Linked DNA regions of Zea mays: region 2 is linked to region 1. Evidence: chromatin contacts called from public Hi-C data. All regions are on one chromosome and are shown on one strand. Each heading gives the region's core, a stretch centred on a gene start, on an enhancer-like site or on the middle of the called end of the contact. The rest is flanking DNA. Distances are from core to core; before and after follow the strand shown.

What was found. A called contact is a pair of places that touch in the nucleus more often than the background predicts.
Region 2: a Hi-C map of ear shows a contact between it and region 1, with 1.6 times the contacts expected there. The contact joins the promoter of LOC100279626 here to the enhancer-like site in region 1. A contact is called at or near these places in 2 of 25 Hi-C or Micro-C datasets (ear and leaf).

What each region holds. Positions count from the first base shown.
Region 1 is chr1:247,184,402-247,189,181 of Zm-B73-REFERENCE-NAM-5.0, forward strand. LOC100272827 reads left to right here. Exons shown (of 2, transcript NM_001367772.1): 2 at 1,855-2,940. The coding sequence ends at 2,757. LOC100383727 (prolyl 4-hydroxylase 2) reads right to left here. Exons shown (of 7, transcript NM_001254933.2): 4 at 4,299-4,356; 5 at 4,017-4,192; 6 at 3,886-3,946; 7 at 3,178-3,793. The coding sequence ends at 3,768. Among protein-coding and RNA genes, the nearest start is that of LOC100272827, 6.6 kb to the left of the region's middle. Within about 2 kb of position 3,095, at least 14 of the 20 cell types and tissues checked have an H3K27ac peak or open chromatin away from gene starts, as enhancers often do. A contact at or near this core is called in ear, where this site is marked.
Region 2 is chr1:247,595,489-247,600,781 of Zm-B73-REFERENCE-NAM-5.0, forward strand. It overlaps LOC100279626, which reads left to right and starts at 1,480. Exons shown (of 12, transcript NM_001152622.1): 1 at 1,480-1,983; 2 at 3,800-4,559; 3 at 5,286-5,293. The coding sequence starts at 1,826.

The DNA of each region.
Region 1 (4,780 bases), core at 1,845-4,344:
AACCAGTGTGGGAGGGAGTTTACCTTGATGCCCCTGAGTACTAGGAATAGAACCAGCATGTCACTCTCATGTGTTTATGTGACATGTGCATGTCAATTACCTCCTCGATCATCACCTCAAAGAGGTCTAGCAATGTCTTCATCACTAAGGCAACCTACATGCACTTTTTATGGATGGCGTGGAGGAACTTATCGATGAGTTTCTTCTTACTGATGTCATGTCACTGTACTTTGTCATATGTTGCATTAGGCTGGAGAGACAGAGAGAAAAATCATCGACGTCCTCGCCTGGCCGGAACGCTAGGCGATCCCACTCCTAACACAGCTTGTGTTGGGTGGCTCTGAGGGCACGAGCGCTATCGTGCTTTCCACGACGATGGTGTCCTATGTGTCCGTGGTGGACTCCTTGTCCATGAGGATAGGCACCATCTTCGATGGGACACCGGCAAGGAGGGCCTCTGGGGCCCACCGATCCTCATGGAAGTTGATGTCACTATACCATAACTATCACATCTATCGTGTTTATAGCTTCACCTTCATCACCAAGCTCCACTTGTTTGATCTTAGTGACTATGGGCCATGTGTCATCGCTAGACTCCTTAACGATAGTCTAAATGATGGGGGAGTCACGTCTGCCATGGTGTGGCCACAACGTCGCTATGGAGAAGGAGAGAGAGGCATCGGTGCCTATGAGGACTCTGCATGACTATGTCCCGCTCCACCATGTTGTGCTGCTCCTGCTCACTTGTGTCCACACGCAGGCAGCATCGTCAGCCATGTGCGGCCTAGCGGGTCGTCTCAGCCACGTATGCCATTGTGACCCCTGTCGCTACAATGCATTCCTCACGAGCCATAGTCACATTGCGTATCGTGCACTCCTCCTACGTTTGTTGTTGTCGTGGTTGTTGTGCATCGATCACATGCAACCGCGTGCCGACACCATTTGCTTGGTGGTGGTGGACTAGACAGCGAGAGTAGCTAGCCATGGCGCCGCGTGTGGAGAGATAAAACCCCAAGAAATTAAAGAACTAGGATCATAAAATTTCCTAGAGATAGACATATGTTTGGGCAGATTTTTTTTATTTTGTTAAGCCACATCATAAATCATGATAGGATTAGGTACATATAGAAGTAGCAAACTCAAAAACCAAAAAATCTTCAATACTTTCTAATAACTAGTACTAAAGTAGATGCTAATTAAGATGAAAGGATACTTATATATATGTACCGACTACTGCTCGGATAGAAGCTAAAAGATCTCAGGATTATTCTGAGAGGGGGGACACGCAAAAACCCGCGGCGATGCCCGTACAACCTTTTAGGTGAATCCAACTAACCACAGTTACTGCCACTGGCTAGCTAGCTGGACTGGAGTGAACAGTGATGTATGTACCGCTGCTACAGTTGCTTGTCTGAGATTTCGATATGCATGTGCATGGCATGGATCGCAATCAAAAGACTGCCCTGCCGATCGATCGACCTCCTTCAATTGTGCAAAGACGAAACAATTAGGTATCCTCGGCAGGATGCAGCATCAAGTAGGTCGTCGTAGTCATGCCTAGTGCCCCTGCTGTCCAATAGACAATGAGAAGAAGAAGAATTTTGACAAAGGTTCGTTCCACTGCCATGTAGCTAGACGTCCAACGCAATGGTGTACGTACAGTCAATAACCGTACAGAAGTAATTTGGGTTCTATATGAACAACTGATGGCACACGGTGGTAGCTGCGCTCCTCTTCAATTGTATTCATTGTGCTGGTAGTAGTAACAGCAGTACGGGTTCTTTTTTTAAATGTTAATTCGCCATTATTGACGCACGCATGCTGTGGGCGCCTGCATGGCATGCAAAACTGCAGGAGGCGTACATCGTCCCGCGCGCGCCGGTGGAGCCATTGCCCATGGACCAGCTGCCTCGCCCGGTCATCTTCCACGACGGCCGCCTGGTGCGCCGGCCGACGCCGCTGGCGGCGCTGCTGGTCGTGCTGTGGTTCCCCGTGGGCTTCGCGCTCGCCTGCCTGCGCATCGCGGCGGGGGCGCTGCTGCCCATGCCGCTGGTGTACTACGCCTTCTGGGCGCTGGGCGTGCGCGTGCACGTCCGGGGCGCCCCGCCGCCGCCGCGCGCCGAGCGCGCCACGGGCCGGAGGGGCGTCCTCTTCGCCTGCTCGCACCGGACGCTGCTGGACCCCATCTTCCTGTCCACCGCGCTGGGGCGCCCCGTGGCGGCGGTCACCTACTCGCTCTCGCGCCTCTCCGAGTTCCTCTCGCCCATCCGGACGGTGCGCCTCACGCGGGACCGCGCCTCCGACGCCGCCATGATCCGGGACCTGCTGGCGGAGGGCGACCTCGTCATCTGCCCCGAGGGGACCACGTGCCGGGAGCCCTTCCTGCTGCGCTTCTCGGCGCTCTTCGCGGAGCTCACCCACGAGGTGGTGCCCGTGGCCATGGAGAACCGGATGAGCATGTTCCACGGCACAACGGCCAGGGGGTGGAAGGGGATGGACCCATTCTACTTCTTCATGAACCCCAGCCCGGCATACGTCGTCACCTTCCTCAACAAGCTCCCGCCCGAGCTCACCTGCGCCGGCGGCAGGACAAGCCACGAGGTGGCCAACTACATCCAGAGGCTAATCGCCGCCACGCTCTCCTACGAGTGCACAAGCCTCACCAGGAAGGACAAGTACCTGGCGCTCGCAGGCAACGACGGGGTGGTGGCCACCCCCAAGCCGCCGGCGCCGGCCAAGAAACCCAATGGCTGCTAATATAACAACAAGGTCGATGATCGAAAAAAGGAAAAGAAAATTGGGTTATTGTGATGTGTCTTTGCTGCAGAATTAATACTACTAGTAGTATATTCATTGTGATGATGCTTGGCAATGGGCTGTAATTTTTCTCCTTGTATTGGTCACATCTACTATATATTATAGCAATGGCTTTATTGTACCAACCGGAATTGAATGCAAGGTCACACAAGGTGAAGTGAAAAGGGGGGGCGGGCGGGGACTGTTCTCCTTCGTGTCAGCAACGTGCATCTTTCTGCACCCAACAGCTAAGAACATAAAGGCAAAAGTTATTTCACACAACCCTCGGCCACCCACTGGGCTACGTTTTGGCAATCACGCCCTACGCAACTGGAGAACAGCTCAACACGTATAAGGACACCACAAAGCACCTCCTCGCTTAATTAAGGAACGCTTTCATTTCCCACAAGAGACAAGTTATCAGATAACTCGGCTCTCGTACGATTCCTTCTTCCGGGTTCTACTTCATACATGCTATACTCCAGTCGGTATCCAAACAGCAGACTACTACGCAACACGCCATGACACATATCAGACAGCAGGCTACTACCTTACTCTGCGCATACTTTGCAGCTCTTCCGGCAGAAGCCAGGAGCTTCCTTGGTCCCCACCATGTAGTTAGGGTTCTTGGCACACTCACCCACAGCTGCCCACTGGGGGCAGAGGATATTGTCGTCCTCGCATCCGTCAGAGGAACCCGGCTGCTTCACAGGGAGGTCAAATGACCTCACATGGATCCATTTAGTTGCGGACCACTTCTGGCCTTCGATTACGGGGCAGCTACCGTGCAAGCTGTCAGAGTCTGTCGTTGCATCAGGATGGAGGCTGAAGAACAGCAGGGCATCACCCTTTACCGGTTTAACTGCACAAGGAAACCAGCAGCAGATAGACAGCAGAGTAAATGCGCATGGTGGAAGGTACTACTCACATGATGTGCAGCGCCGAGCTAAAGAAACTATACCCTAGTGACATTACCAAGCAAAAAGAGCCATGGGCCCTAGTCACGTTAGGTAAGAACTGGTCAAGATGATATAGAGCCCAGATCTGCAATGTAAATAAAAAGCTCTACCAGAAACTACTGCTATATACCTGCATATCCATTTCTTGCACAATCAGACCAAGTGTTGTCCTTCGGTTGTAATAGCTTCCCCTATTGAATGTTGAAGTTGTTACAACTGGCATTCTTAAGACAGTAAACACAGGAAGGACAAGCAAACTACCTCTGCATTGGGGAAGATGGTCTCTCCACCCTTCTCAACATTAGAGAGGTACATCAGCACAGTGGCGATGCGATGGCCACCCAAGGCTTGATTTTTTTTGTCATGGAAGTAGTCGTAGTGGGGTTCATATTTCTCACCATTCTGGTAGTGTAATATCTGAATGGATTCGCCATTTTCTGAGCATACCAGAACCATACAGTTAAGGTTGTTGAACAACTAAATGGAAAGAAAATGCAAGTCTAAAAGGGTTTTTGCATAATTTAATTGATGCTTTCGAGGTACCTGGTGGAAGAAATGTCCAAGCAGATATCCTCTCCTCTATTCTCGTTACTACTTCATCCTGACAAGTAAATTTCTCAGTTAACATATCGTCATATCAATGTTACATTTTGTAGTCTGTACATAAGTAATTGTTGCCAGCCAAGACATAGATCTTCTACACTACATTACTCATTCCAAATAACCCATGAAACCTTGAGGCTTCGTTTGGAAAGTAGAACCCTGGGGCCTTCTTTTTTTTTCCCCGGGGTACTGAATTTCAGAATATTCTGTGTGCAGGAAACAAAATGGCCCTACTGTTATTGCGTGTTACATGCACAGTAGAAAAATGCACCTTGCATGTATAAAGAATATGACAAAGCTACGAACCTCTTTGGCAATAGTTTATCAAAACCATGGTTTTACAATACTATACTTTGCAATTGTCATGACAATACCGTGGATTTGGTCATCCCAAAAAATGTAGTGGTTTTAAGAAACATTGT
Region 2 (5,293 bases), core at 230-2,729, 410 kb after region 1:
ACAAGACCGGCGTCCCATCTGGCTCGCCCCGGTAAACAAATAATGATGGCGCCCCGCATGCTCCATGACGACGGCGGCTCTCAGCCCCTTACGGAAGCAAGGAGACGTCAGCAAGGACTCGACAGCCCCGACAGCTGTCCTTCCGCAAGGCTCCAACGCTCCTCCGATGGCCACGACATCACATGAACAGGGTGCCAAAACCTCTCTGGCTGCCACGACGGCATGTACTTAGGGCGCTAGCTCCTCTCTGCTAGACACGTTAGCACATTGCTACACTCCCCATTGTACACCTGGACCCTCTCCTTACGCCTATAAAAGGAAGGTCCAGGGCTCTCTTATGAGAGGGTTGGCCGCGCAGAAGAGGACAGGACGGCGCGTGCACGCCTCTCGCTCCCTCCACGCGGACGCTTGTAACCCCCTACTGCAAGCGCACCCGACCTGGGTGCGGGACAACACGAAGGCCGCGAGTTTCCCCTTTTTACACCTATCTCCCTCTAACTTCCCCCCTTCGTGCTCCGTCTCGCGCCGACCCATCTGGGCTGGGGCACGCGGCGACAGTTTACTCGTCGGTCCAGGGACCCCCGGGGTCGAAACGCCGACAACTGTGTTGCCTTGTTCTTGATTCACAGTATTTGAGAACAAGCGAACAACAACGCCCTACCATTTTATAGCCTTATTTTTATCTATTATGTTCACAAGAACAACATGTATGCATGCAAATATATGAGCTTATTTTATATTGTTAAGCATAATGTTAAACATACATATAAATACAGATGTTCTATAAAGGAAAAAGTCTAGATTTAATCATTAAACTTTAGAACTATATTTTTGGATGGAAGGAGTGTTTTTAAAGAACATACAAATTTTTAATAAGACAAGTGATTGAAGTTTTTTTAAAAGGAACCACGTCAAATGAAAAAAATGAAGGAAGTACAATCGAAAATCTTTCGATAAACCAAATATGTCTATTTTTAATAGTTCCTTAGCAAAGATACTTGGGTTTGAAGTTTAATAGTTAAATTTAGATTTTTTTCTTCATAATTTTTTTTCTATTTGTATGTTTAACCCTAAAAAATGGAGCTAGTATATTTTATATATTTATGTTTATGTTATGGACGGAAGAGATAAAAAAGAGAGCTATATAATGATTAGGGGTAATTTAGTTCATTTATATGTGGTTTATTCAATAAAAAATATAAAATATATAGATAAATTATTGTTTACTGAATTAATTTGGTAAAACGGGTGCTGTACGTATTGTTTAAAAACGAATGCTATTTCACCGTTTAAAACTAGCGTTGTTTTGTAAATTTCCACTTTACAGCGCCACACAAGAAAACCGAAAATTGCAAGGGGCACCAACCAAAAAACTTTTTCAACTTTAAACTCCAAAATAGTCCAAGCGCGAGGCGAGCACACGGACAGAGGATAGAGAAAACAGAGTGCGACGCCGACGAAGAGAGAGACAGAGAGCAAAACCCAAACCCTAACAATCATTTGCAGCCCCCGGCGTCTCGAGAACCTCCAAGGAACCATCCACAGGCGAGGCCTCGCTCCGTGCCCGGATCTCCCATTTCCGCCCGGCCGGCGCGGCGGGATCCTGATACTGGTGCTGTCTGCTGGGGTTTCGTGTAGGAGAAGGCGCGAGCGCGGGTGTTTGGATCGGGGGAGGCAACGCTGGCGGCTCGCGGCGGCAGCAGGTGATGGCGGATCCGCCTAGCGGTGGGGGATCTAGGGCTTGTGTCTGCAGGGAGAGACAGGTCGAGGAGGCAGAGGCGGGTCTGGGGCTCGGGAGAAGAGAACAGGGGAGGAAGGAGGGAGGATGCTGAGCGTGGTTCGGGTACACCTGCCGTCGGAGATCCCGATCGTGGGCTGCGAGATCACGCCGTACGTGCTACTGCGGCGGCCCGACGGTGCAGTCTCCACCAACGATGTCCCCGAAACCGCGCCCGCTGATGGCCAGTTCATGCGGTACAGATGGTAAGTAGCTACTTTTGGTTGTATTTTTTCAATCTTCGGTTCGTAAGACATTGCATTTCGTCATTTCGGATTGCTCAGTTATTGTTTGCTTGCTTGTGCTAGTGAATTATGACCAATTTTAGGGTTTCTTAGCAGATACTTAGATGTTCGAGCAGTTGCTAAACTCACGATGAGAATGTACATTTAATCATTTATTCAACCAATTTGTTCATGTTATAATTATGAATGTGTGATCACAGCTCTTGACCATACACAAGCTCTTTTAGTGTTTTGGTAAAGGACGCAAGTCTAAAATATTCTGCTGCTTGCGGTTTAAATAGGTTATGTAGGCAGATTTTGAGGTTGGAACATAATTGGGCACAGAACTGACTGATACCTGTTTTCAAGGTCAGATCCAATTCCAATGGCTTAGGCTCCCACATGAGGGTTGTGGGGAAGGGATAAAACGAGGCAAGTCTCTCCCCCCCCCACCCACCCACCCCCAAAAATGTGGAAAGGCTCCTTCAATGAGACAACTCACTGCACCAGATTTGCCCTTCTGATACCTGTTTTCAAATGACACCATAATTCACCAGATGTTTCAGATGGGTAGCTGGGAATGGAGACAACTAGAGCTAATATGCGTCATGAACAATTCCACAAGTCATCTGATTTAAGGTCTATTTGAATGTCGGAAGCTGAAAATGTGTGGTTAGAAGTTAGGACCATAGACATCTACATGAGTCGTCATGGGAATTCTGTTTTGCACTATTCACCTTGTAAAACGTTTTCCTTCTAAAACCGGCACATCTCTAAATACTGTCTAACTGGTTTGATGTCATCCAGAAAAAAGGACCCAATAGTGGAAGCAATTTGTTCCCTTTGCCAGAAGAGTTGGTGTGAATTGAGTTATACATTTTCGCTACTCAAGCACAAGCTTAAGGCCCCTATGATTCTATAGGGTAGGTTGTTTCTTGAAGCAAACACTCCGTTAACTTGACTAGTTGAACCTCAATGTGGCAGTGCTGAGTCTGAACTATAATCTTAACCTGTTTCTAACGTGGAGCTTGGTTCTGCAGCAAACATTTTAATTATTTTAACCCGCAATCTCACTTATTTGATTAATATACATTCTGGGATTTTGGTTCCACTATACTTGGGAAAATCTCATGCATAAATGATTCTTTTTGTACTCCACCCATTTCAAAGAAATCTGTCCAACCTCATGAACATAGAACCTTTTGTCTTAGGCAAATTGAGAAATATATTAATAATAGAAAACTACAATTTTTTTACAACAAATATTCAAGTAACCAAATCATTTTCAAGTTTTTTGTACCGATTCATATCAGTGTGTTTGCACAGTACTTTTAATATGATACCAATTTTGTAATAATTGATAAAGGCAAACCATGCTTACATACACTTTCCTGAATAAAACATGCCTTATAACAATGAATGGATGAAGTGCCTTCTTGTGTCCTTAAGTACTCAGTGAGCAAACATACCTTTATGATACCGATATTCATCTAAAAGTGCAATCATATTACATGTATAAATTAACTGTGCAATAAATACTAAATAACCACTTATTACTGCCATTTCGAGATGTTTTTCCCCGTACATAGATCTTGATTACATTGTTGTTGGCACACAAGCATTGTGGAGGATCAATAAGACTACAACACTTCTGTGATTCAGTTCCAAACTATAGAATCCAGCTTATTGGTTATCAACTTATTATGTATATTTGGATAAAAGGGGGGCATTTTAAAGTTTTTTTTTGTATGTCTAGTTGTGGTTATGTTCATTATTTCATTTGGTTTCTTTCTTGAAGGTATCGCATACAGAGCGACCGGAAAGTCCCTATCTGCAGTGTGCATCCAATGGAACAAGCAACTATTCAGTGCCTCGGTTGTCTCAAGTCAAAAATACCTGTTGCTAAGAGCTACCACTGTTCAGCCAAATGCTTCTCTGATGCATGGCAGCACCACAAAGTTTTGCATGAACGAGCTAGTAGTGCTCTAAATGAAAATGGGGCTGAAGAAGAGGAGTTATTTGGCAGATTTGGCAGTGGTGGTTCTGGGGTTCTAAGTACTGCTGGATCTGGTTCTTTGTCAAATTTTGGACAAAGCCCTGGTGTTAATAATGGACCTGTGCCTTTCTATCCCTCAGGTACCGATAAAAATTCTGGAGAAACTTGGTTTGAAGTTGGACGCTCACGAACATATACACCAACTGCTGATGATATTGGACATGCACTAAAGTTTGAGTGCGTAGCTGTGGATTCAGAAAAAAAGTCTCCAATTGGACCCTCAACCTCAATCATGACATCACGTGTAATTCCCGCGCCAACTCCTACCCCTCGCCGCCTTATCCAAGTGAATGGGGATGTTTTAGGTCACTTGGATTTAGACAGCCAAATTTCGTCCTTAGGGACATTCACTGTGTTATCCTACAATATTCTTGCTGATGCATATGCTACAACTGATGCATATAGCTACTGCCCAACATGGGCACTTACCTGGAATTATAGAAGACAAAATTTGCTGCGTGAAATTATTGGTTATCATGCTGATATCATCTGTCTACAGGAGGTATCATATTCGAATCTAACCTCCAATTTATTTTTGTTGGCAATTCTTTTCTCTATTTCTTGATGGATACATTTTGCTGTGTAAATTAGGGAAGTCTAGAAATATGCAATCCAATGGATGTCAGAGTGGCAGCACTATATAACTGTCAATGTTGTTTTAGATATCTTGGTTGTTTAATTTCAGTTTGGTTATGACTAATGATATTTGCTAGCTATTTCAGCTAGCATTATATTCCATGCTTGTACATTACCAAGTTGTTTCTGAAATCTGCTCGCATTTATGCTGTGCTCTTCGCAATGTTGGTCTCTTAGTTTTTTTTGCATGGAGCATAATGCAAAGAAATGCTAAACCTAACACGTACTTTCTCTATTCAAAAAAGTTTTGCTTTAGCTTTATCCTAAGCCAAACTTGTCTAACTTTGAGCCTTTGACCAAGTTTATAGAAAAATATTAACATCTACAGTATTTAAATAAATGCACTACAGCACTACTGAAATATATTTAATGGTGTATCTAATGAATCTAGTTTGTTGTTGTAGATGTTTGTGCATTTTTCTATAAACTTGCTCAAAACTAGAGAACTAAGAGAAGTTTGAATCAGGACAAAGCTAAAATGACTTGCAATTTGGAACTCTGGGAGTAATTGGTGGAGTATTTTGTTAAGCTAAATTCAATAATCTATAGTGTCCATGTTCATCAAAACAAGATCTAAATCCTCCTTTTTTAGGTACAAGT